Regions from separate parts of the Mus musculus genome. Here region 1 is linked to region 2. Evidence: chromatin contacts called from public Hi-C data. All regions are on one chromosome and are shown on one strand. The core of a region is the stretch at or near the end of the contact, and the rest is flanking DNA. Distances in the headings are between cores, read along the strand shown. Region 1 holds the start of Hmcn1 (hemicentin 1). Region 2 overlaps Hmcn1 (hemicentin 1).

Region 1 (4,847 bases), core at 2,063-4,562, 120 kb before region 2:
TTTCTTAGTCATAGAGAATAATTAGTTCTAGAATGAAACTGTTTTGGTATATCTAAATAGTTAAAAAGAAAGTTCTAATAAAGGTTGAAACTGTTTCCAAAAATGTCAACTCTGTCCTGGAACAAAGTTGAAGAATATTTACAAGAGTACTGCGATGTCTAGTACCCCATAAAGTAAAATTCACAATGTCTGGCATGTCAAGATTCTGAATCCTCAGAAAAAGCAACCTGTAAATGTTGCTTTTATCTCCTCAGCTGAATGGATGAGATGAGAGCCATGCTCAAGCTGAGAAATACACTGCTTGGTCTGAGTCCAGAGTGTCTCCTTCTCTATTCTAACTATCCCTAGGTATAAAATGGATTAGCCGCTGTACAATCTAATTTTCCAAGCTGACTGATTCAATCCTGCTTCTTGTGGCTTCTGACTGAATTACTCTTCTTGGCCTCATACTGACTTTGGCAATATGTTCCAGTCTTCTGGCTCCTTCTCATTCTTTGGCTTATTCTGTCTTTATCTGTGTCTAGCTTGGTCTTGTTGTAACCTGTCTCTGTAAAGTTGTCTCTGAAAAACTTCCACACACACATACATCACACATCACCCCCCATCTCTCTGCTCTTAAGTAATCTCTCTTTCCTATGCTGTTCTCATGTGAGTTGGGCGTATCCTATTTTTGACTCATATTTTGTCAAATCTTTCTGTGATTCATCACTTTGTCTGTCCCTCAATTAGATGACATTTTCAAACATGGCTGCTTCCTTTTACATTACTTGCTTACATTTATTGTTAGGGATTAAAGGTATATATTAAGGGCATGTCTGTTTTCCAGCCAGATCAAACTGCAATCTAGGTATGTCTGCATTCTGGCCAGATCATAGATCTCTAGAAGGTCTTTGGATGTGATCCCTTGCCAGTGCAGCCATGTTGCTAGATCAAAATTCCTCTACAGCAACCCAAGTACTGAGACAGATTACCAAGAGATCACCAACTACTGTACCTGAATTAGTGTGGTTATAGATTCAAAGTGAGACAACAAAGTTTTTAAAATGATTCAAATTGCACTCCTGGAGACAAATGGAAACTGTAACATTCATGATGAAATTACATGAGAGGAACCACTGGTGTATTACACAGTAAGGAATAGACTAAGAGAACATAAAGACATAGTATAGAAACTATTAAAATGAAACTAGGGAAGAAAGGGAACAATTAAGGAAAATGAACACAATGTTAGTGAGCAATGAAACAGCTTCAAGTGTCTCCTGCACACGTAACGTTTTTGAAAATGAATGTTGTGTCATAATTTTAAAGATATGTTTATCAATCAAGAGGACATAATACTCTCTGCACTTAGTTACAAACGTTCAAAAGGCACAAAGCAAAACCTCACAGAACTTCAAGAAGATTGACAGATCCACAGAGTCCTATATTTCAATACGATTCTCAATAACTGGTCACAAGTGGGCAGGAATCAGTAATGATATAGGAAATTTAACTTAATTAAGATTTAATTTTAATTTAAGATTTGTTTAACACAATTAAACAAATCTGTTTCACATTTGTTGAATAGTCAATTTACACAACACCACTCCCTTTCCTCCAAATGCATCTGGAACACGTATAGATCGTTTAATTCTGATTAGGTAACTGCCATGTTTCCTATTACAAGTAAATAAATTTTAAAAAAGGCAGGAAGAAGGTAGGTAGCTTGCTGAAGGTCACAGCTATTAAGCCCCATGCAGGACTTAGCACCTGGTTGTCTACACCCGGTGTAGAATGCAGAACTCTCCCACCTCTCTGAGCACCTGGAATAACTCAGGTCTCTATGACCTAGAATGAAATCCTTTTTAAATAAACAAAGGAATGGACTACTCAAATAGCATTCAACATTCTCTAAATACTACTTGGAAAGGAAACATGTTCCCTCCCTCTCCTCTCATGTTCCCACACCAGCCCAAATGGCCCGTGTGCTTCCTTTAAGTGACATGACTTATAGGTATCATAAAATCAAGTTCCACAGATGGTGGGTCTGAAAGAGAAGACAGTTGGAGATTATAAAAGGCTGGTGGGAGCTGGCCCTTTCTCAGGCTGCCCCATGCTAGAGGGTGGTCTCATACACACTCAAACCCAGTTTAAAGCTGCCCAAGTGCTGTACTTCGAATGCTTGCATCCAGACAATAGCCCCTTTCCTGGGGGAGGGGGGCGTATTTATTAAAGGGGAACAAAGAATGGTTAGCGCATGAATGACTTTCTTCGCTTACCTTCTGAAATCTGTTAATCCGGCTATAATGTATATAATGATTGCGACTTGGAAGAACATTGTAATGTTTTCCACCGTAAAGTTTCCTTAAGTTTTGGCAGGAAAATGTCATTGAGAGGAACAACATTTCAGTGGATCTTTGCCTGAGACGTGACACATAGTTGTACTGGAGGGTATGTGAAATGGGAATACTATCGCATCACCATGCTTCGCAGAGGATTTAGGCTGATCAGCAAAGTGAATCTTGATAACGAAATTTCAACTCCCCCAGAATTTTTTCTCCCCTCCCTTCCCCTCCCCTCCCCTTTTCTTTTCTTTCTTTAAAAACAAACAAACAAACAAACAGACAGACAGACAGACAGACAAACACTGCTCTTTCTATTGGACGTCAATGTTTTATTGATACCCAGTTTCCTTTCCCAGTTCCACAGCACAGCTAGGGACTTTGTGATGTCTCTTACTTTCCCCCTATCTCCTTCCATTCTCCTTTGCCTCTACAGCTCCCTCTCCCTGCCTCTCCCAACTCCGTGCCTTCCTCTCATCTAAACACTCCCCAAGGAAGATCAAAGAACCATCCATCCTGTAGCTGCAGCCTAGAGGAAAGAAAGCTCCAGCTCCCCCTTCTGGCGGGGCTGAATGTTGGGTTGAGGGACAGGAAGCTAGGCTGGGGCATCTTAGCTTCTGCACTTGGGGTGGGCTGGGGAATTAGGTGTTGTCTGAAGCAGCTTTGCACAGACATTAGGGGAAAAAACGTGCACCAATTCCCTTTGTGCTAGCTAATGTGATGCCCTTGAATTTGGGAGTGGGCCACACATTCCTGAAAGCCATTGTTTACCTTGGAGTTTTGGAGATTGGCTATAGCTCTGAAGGGAACACCAGAGCTGACTTTGCGAGCGCTTCCCCGGTACTGGAGAGACTTGGAACTCACAGAGGGGGAAAGTCGCCCTCCGGGGTGGGGGCTCCAGCAGAGGAGGGACGGCCGCTGGCCAATCAGAAGGAGAGGTCGCGCCGGGCTTCGCCTCCAAGGGGCTAGCTGTGGAAAGTTGGGAGGCTCAGTCGCTGGCCTGGAGCGCGGCGGCGGAGGCGGCACCGCAGGCTCGCAGCGTCCCCCAGGGCATGGACCCCGCGCTCTGCGGGCGCTCGGCTACTCGCAGCTCCCTGCACGCGGCCGCTTAGAGCCCAGGACCTACCCAGCCGGACAAAAGGCGCCGCATCCCTGCCCAGCCCAGCCCAGCTCCTGGAGGCAGCCGGGCTCCGGGTTGGTCTGCATCTCATTCTCCGCTCCAAAACTTTTGAGTTAGTTCAGAGACTGCAAAAGCCTGATGAGGCACCAGAGAGGAAGCCAGTCCTCTGCCTGCTGTTGAGGAGTAAGCACAGTGGTTAGGAGCTTAGGGCAAAGAGAAAAGCAGCGAGCAAAACAAGAAAAGAAAAGAAAAAAATGATTGCCCAGGAAGTGGTCCACACAGTATTCCTGGTGGCTCTTTTTCGTTCTTCCCTAGCTGGAGATGGGACTCCGCAGTCTGAGAGCAGGGCTGAGGAGATTCCTGAGGGGGCGTCCACGCTGGCTTTTGTGTTTGATGTGACTGGGTCCATGTATGATGATTTAGTTCAGGTTATTGAAGGGGCTTCCAAAATTTTGGAGACGTCTTTGAAAAGACCTAAGAGACCTCTTTACAACTTTGCTTTGGTGCCCTTCCATGATCCAGGTAAGGGGAATACTTACTCTCTGTATTTGTTGTGCTTGGTGATTCATAATTCTATTATTTCTTATGCTATGAATTTGTTATATTGTCAGAAAGTTTCAAAAGCATTTAAAAAAATGCAGCGGAATACGATAGTAACAAAGAATTGCCTACTGGCATCTGGGGTTATATCTCAGTTTAGCAAGGCTTAGCCATGGAGTGAGTAGATGGCTTGTTTAGGGGGATTAAACAGTGGTGCCCTGACCTGGAAATGTGGTCCTCTGAAGATGAGAACCAGGACTTTGTAGTAGCAACAGCAGCAAGCTCAGAGTTAACCTGCTTGCATTTTCAAGCTAAAGACTGTTTCAATTGCTAAGGCAGCCACGGGACAGGAATGGGGTTTTCAGCAGCAGGGCACTGAGCGCAAGCGAGCACACACTCTCAAGATAGCCTCACATGGGAGAAAATCAGACCTGCTGCAGGGCACATGAGCAAGTCTGTAAATAGCAGCTAGGATTGGAACTGGAGGCATGAAAATGAAAGACAGAAGCCATTCATTCTGTAACTGAATCTATTCACCGTGGCACCGGGTCATCATTAGTTAGATTCACCGATGTGTGTAAACAGTATGTTCATGTCTCAGGCGGTACAAATGCATGCAATTTGCTAGGTCTGTGCTCTTGAAAGGTAGTTGAAGAAAAATAGCTTTATGTTGTGCCCTGCAGCTGTGGCTTTCTGCTGCTGTACTGTAACATGATCCTATTTACTCTTTTGCAGTTTCTTTTTCAAGTAGCACCTCTCTGCGAGGCTCCTAGGAGCCCTCATTGTCATCGTGGAGGGTAGCATTACAGGGGGAGCCCCAGGGCTTACTGTCTTGTGTCCACCTGAGTTTCATTAGGCAAGTAGCC
Region 2 (5,287 bases), core at 1,204-3,703:
GGCAGCCATTCTCCTTTCTCTTACCCCCACGGCACTTCCATGGTGGCCTGGCTCTATTAGGAGCTGCAAGATGTGAGGTCACATCTGTATGGAGTCTCAGTCTAAGACAACAATTTTTTTTCCTGGTCCCATGGACAACGGAGCAAAAAGCCTGCCCAGCCAGATAACTGTGTTGCAAGTCTGCTGACCTCCCAGGATGCTGGCTTCCCAGGCTAAGTCACTGGGAAGCTACTCAGTGAAGCCAACTTCCTCTACACAGAGGAATTCAGGTAAAGAGATGGCAACACTGGAAGTGGGCTAGATTGTTGCTATTCTGTGTGTGCAGACTTAGAAAACATCCTTGCTTCTGTATCTGGATCCTTAAGTCGTCTCTTCCCCAATCCAACTAGAGAACAGAGTTCTCAGAGGCCAGGGCATTTCTTCCTTGGGTCTCCCTGGCTCCCCACTCACTGGCCTTCTGAAGAAGATTCCCTTTGCCCGCTTGACTGTTCTGGGCCTTGTAAAGGAGAATTAAATAGAGAAAATAAAAAAGGGTCATACAGATAGGGTCATGGCTGAGCTAAAGTGTCTTAGGAGTTTGATGTATGATGTGATGCGAAAGCAGCTTCAGGATGAAAGCAATTGTTGGTACTTTCATCCTCCTGCCTCAAAGTGTTTCTGGGGTATAACAGGAGAAGTTGAGGTGTTCCGAGCCCTGACTGTGAGTCCCACCGACTCACCCTCAGACCCAGTTTGTTTCTTTTCTTCACTCAGGCCTGTACTAGAAGGTACATTATCTTTGGGATCTGAAACCAAAAGTGTAAAAAGTTAGTTGTCAAATATAATCAACAGCCTGTGAGATGTTCTGAGTTTGTGCTTTTCAAACTTTGTGCCAGGAGCCATGATAAAACATGTGCATGTTATATATCAAAAAAACAAACAGACAAAAAAAAACAATTTGCTTTTGTGAGACAGTTTTACTACACTCTCAGTGGCTTCTGCGGCTCTCATCTTACTGGGCTCTTTGTCACTTTCCATGGTTCTTGTAGACTCACAATATCTTGTTCATAGTTACCTTTCCCCTCAGGGCTATGGTCATGCCCGGCAGGCCACTGCAGTGTGTGCTACCATCCTATTTAGATAGTACCTCCCCACTCCTTGATCTACTGGTCTATCTCAGTGGACTTCCTCTGTTACATTTTAGTCTGGAATTCTCGCAAACACCCTGGATCTTACCACTCTTTCAAGTCTTCCTTTCCTCAGATAATTGATTCAGGCATCTCCGTCTCCATCAGCACACTGTCAGCAGAGATAGGCCGCAGCTTCTTAGCTTCCCCTTTGTCCTCAGGTCCAACAGGAGGTTCCGTCACGAGGCTGGCATGCTTTCTCCCAGGCCATTAGACCTTCTGATCGCTCTCGTTCCACCATTCTAGTGCAGAGACTTATCATTTTAAAACACTGTTCTGTCTTCCCTGTGCAGCAGCGTTCAGTTCCAAAGGCAGAACCTCATGACTATCTGCATGGTTCATGCTTATCCATCAGTTTGCCAAGTGTTGGGAAAGTCTCACAACACGGCCCAATATACCACCGGCTCTAGAGGATGGAGTGATAGATAGCTACTCCAGAATGTGCACATGAGCACAGGTCAAAGTGAAGTTTGAAGGATAGTATTTAATTAGTTGCAGTGTTAGCCGAGCAGCTTGAGTGGGAACTCTGGGGCTGCTTCTGTTTGTGCATGTCTTGGTGTGCACACGGAACTGAGTTATAGTTAATGAATATGCAGATGAATTTGCATAAGCATCCCTTGATTTTAATTATGTTTCCTATCAGTAATCCTCCATCCCTTTGCCCTTATAGCGTGTTGCTACAATGGCCATTAAATTGCTACTTAATATGCAGTCACTTTTTTCTCCCTTACAATTGAAAAATCTTTAGATGTTGAGATTCTCTGAGGAAAAAAAAAGTTGTTAGAGAATTGTTTATCCCATTAAGGGATTATCCCTGGTGGCATTCCATGTTCTTGGTTGCCTCCGTCTCTACATTCACCTATTTTACTGTGAACCTCTGAGCACAAGAGCCCCATAGTTCTCACGTAGCCTGTGCTTCATCTAGAGGAAGAACCACGGTTATAGGGAGGGGTTTCGATAGTTGTTGGATAAATGAATAACACTTAAAAAAAAAAAAGAACATTAGCAACAACATTGTATGAGAATGATTTAAACTCAATGGTACAAAGATACCTTAAAAATCCAATCTCAGTTTTCATAATATTTTAGAGACTCAGAAAGGCCACTTAAGGGGAGAATTCAAGCCCAAGACCTATTAGCAAGAGATTTACAGTGCTTGCTTCTTTCTCTGTAAGAATACAGCTGAACTCTCTTCACAAAAGTCCGAAGAGACTGAAAATAGCTACATTCCAAATAAGACCTGGCACAGCACGGCTGTTTCCTGCCTCTCCCCGCTTGTGTTTTGAAGGATCTTCAGGGAGTGCCCGAATCCTCCCTGCGCCATCTGTCTCCAGGGTGAAGGATCCTGCTTCCTGACTCACACCCCGTTGACTCTCTTGGCAGTGTTCTTCCCAACATCCTCTGGAATTGGGTCTGATGCAGTCAATATGTAGGGTCATTTGATTTTTTTACCTCCAAAAAGACAAAAACAAAACAAAAGAAAACACTACTCTCTTGGAAGTGGAGCTGGGGTCCACATCTCTAGACATTTGCTCTGGGCGAGGCATGTCTAATTAATTATTATTTATTGCTGTTTTGTTTTGGCTTTGTGTTGTCATAAGATCCACAAGGGCCCAATTAGAATATCTTGTTGAGAAAGAAATGAGATATTCAGTTTTTCCTTTCATTCAACACTGAGTGCTATTACACACATCAAGAGACCATGGGAGTATTTTAATTCGAAACTTTCTAGTGAATGCTTCTCTTTTCAATAAAAGCAAAAACTTTATTAAGTAAGGGCCAAATCAAACAAGCAAACAAACAAACATAACAAGTCTAGATTGCATTAACACTTCATATTTAATGTAAGAAGTATATACTGTTTTCTTTGTTTGGAGAGTGTTTTATTGTTTCATAAATTAGTATGAGTAACTAAGTATGTTATATATTTTATAAAATTTTCATAGATTTTTTGGACATTATAATTTCCTGACCTTTCTGACCCCACCTCCCACCCCACCCCCTGCCAAAACAAGTCAAGTACAGCAAAGATTACCGCTCTATTAAAACTGAACTTGGACCTGTGGAAGATCAAACATCTAAAAAAAAAATCCCTTCACATTTAAATTGGTCTTTAAAAGTGAGAAGAGAATGCTGTTTGAGGCTTATTAAATACTCGCCTATTAACATCGCCTCTGTCTTAGTTTATTTTCCCATTGAGAAGTGGAATGAGAAAACTAATCTAAACATTTGTAAGAAACACTGACAGAAGTTTCTATGCTTACATCATTACGCTGATTGCGAATTTATACATGTATTTTATTTCTTTTCATCTGGTGGACAGAGAATTTAAGTTGAAAGGCAAATGAACTTTCTCTCTGGGGGAAAGGAGGGGATGACAAATGACAACCACTGGTGTTCAGATCACACAGAGCTTGGCCATTAATACAGTTGTAAATATGTAGGAAAGAGGGCTGCCTGGGGTCACATTCTTTATGAGAAATTATAAAGCTTGTTGAGTTTTAGGAAAAAAAAATTATTGGCACTATTATGCGTCTAACTATTTTATCCAAATGTTTTAGGGAACAAAAAGCACATCAGTCAAACACTTGAAATACCAAAAAAAAATATTCCACAAAAATAATAACCGAGAGATTTCTACATAGCTGAATGGCACTTACAACTTTTGTATATAGTTTTGATCCTCCCAAAATGCAAACCTCTCCATAGAACTTAATTTTCCTTTGAGAAAATGGCATAGTCTTAAAAAACCCAAAAGTATGTGGGACAGCTATGTTCACATAGCAATAGGATAGAGCTTTGAGAAGATCAGGCTGGGGCCTAATTTCTCCAAGCCTTTAAGAGAAGCAAAGGGATAAACGTAAAGGACCGAGAACAGGAGATGGGTGGGGGAGAGGGGATTGTTTCCTTGTCCCGGAAGAGTGTCTGACACTAACATTCTTTGCTAACAGAGGTTATGAGTCAACATGGATAAATGAACAAAAAATGTTCACAAATGGAGATCAAGATAATGCCGACTTTAGAAGGATTTGCTGTACCAGCCAGGAAGCACGTTATATAACTCTCTGTACTCTAAGTCACACAGCTATGGACGAGTGTATGCCTTACCTCTAGATTCGCTACTGAAAAATAACAAGATGCCAAATAAAGGGAAAAAATAAAACATGGCTCAAAAAAAGAGAGAAGGGGTTACACATCACCATAGATGTAGATATTGTGTAAATGTCTGAAAGATTTTATTTTTAGATTTGGTGTTATACTTTATATATAGTATTTTATATAATATGTAATAATTATATTAATAATATTATATTACATATAATATTTTGTATCAATAATTTTTATTTTAATAGAAAATATAGTCTTATATATTTTATTTTAATATATTACTTAACATATTATGTTATTAATATATAGCATGTATAATATATAAATATTATGCAATATAGGTTACATTAAGTATTTAGTTTTTAATATACATTTAACCTATATTTCTTATATATTTACTATGTATAAAATATGTTAATATAGTTATATCTATATGTTTTTATAAAATATATACTCTAAAAGGAGAATGACCTGTATGTAATTGTTTAATTTTAGGAAATCAATTTGCTCAAGAAGTCCAATTTGTATGCAGGTGTACATGTGTCATGCATGTATTCTTACAAGTGAATAAACACCAGTGTTGAGATAGTAAGTGGCGTGACTCACTCAGTTTCCCATACATTGTACATATGTGTACATATGTATCTATATCTATATGTGTGCTTAAATGCCTATGTGTATGCATCTGTGATGTATGTAACAATAATAAAAGAAACAGCGGCCATCAATATGAAACACACTAAGTGGGAGAAACATGGGAAGGTTTGTAGGGAGGAAAAGGAAGGGGAAATGATATAATTACATTATAATTTCAAGAAATTATTAACCAAAACCAAAATGAATCAGGGGGCTTTGAATGCTCAAGCCAGCCCTGTATCATTCTATTGCTTTCCTTAGAACTGTTGCCTTAAGTAACCTTGTTAATCTAATCAAATTAACATATTTATTTACATAATTTCTCTTTATTTTAGCTCAAAGCAGAAAAGCAGATAATAAAAGACAGATGGAGTTTA

The links. A called contact is a pair of places that touch in the nucleus more often than the background predicts.
Region 1: a contact with region 2 is called in a Hi-C map of uterus, with 3 times the contacts expected there. The contact joins the promoter of Hmcn1 here to the enhancer-like site in region 2. A contact is called at or near these places in 3 of 484 Hi-C or Micro-C datasets (liver, stem cell-derived neural progenitor cells and uterus), 1 of 115 datasets of contacts at active chromatin or transcription factors (cardiomyocytes) and 1 of 9 other capture datasets (adipose tissue).

Annotation. Positions count from the first base shown.
Region 1 is chr1:150,991,900-150,996,746 of GRCm38.p6, reverse strand. It overlaps Hmcn1 (hemicentin 1), which reads left to right and starts at 3,312. Exons shown (of 107, transcript NM_001024720.3): 1 at 3,312-3,963. The coding sequence starts at 3,696.
Region 2 is chr1:150,870,612-150,875,898 of GRCm38.p6, reverse strand. The region is part of intron 2 of Hmcn1 (hemicentin 1); the gene reads left to right. Among named protein-coding and RNA genes, the nearest start is that of Hmcn1, 120 kb to the left of the region's middle. Within about 2 kb of position 2,453, at least 31 of the 459 cell types and tissues checked have an H3K27ac peak or open chromatin away from gene starts, as enhancers often do. A contact at or near this core is called in adipose tissue and uterus, where this site is marked.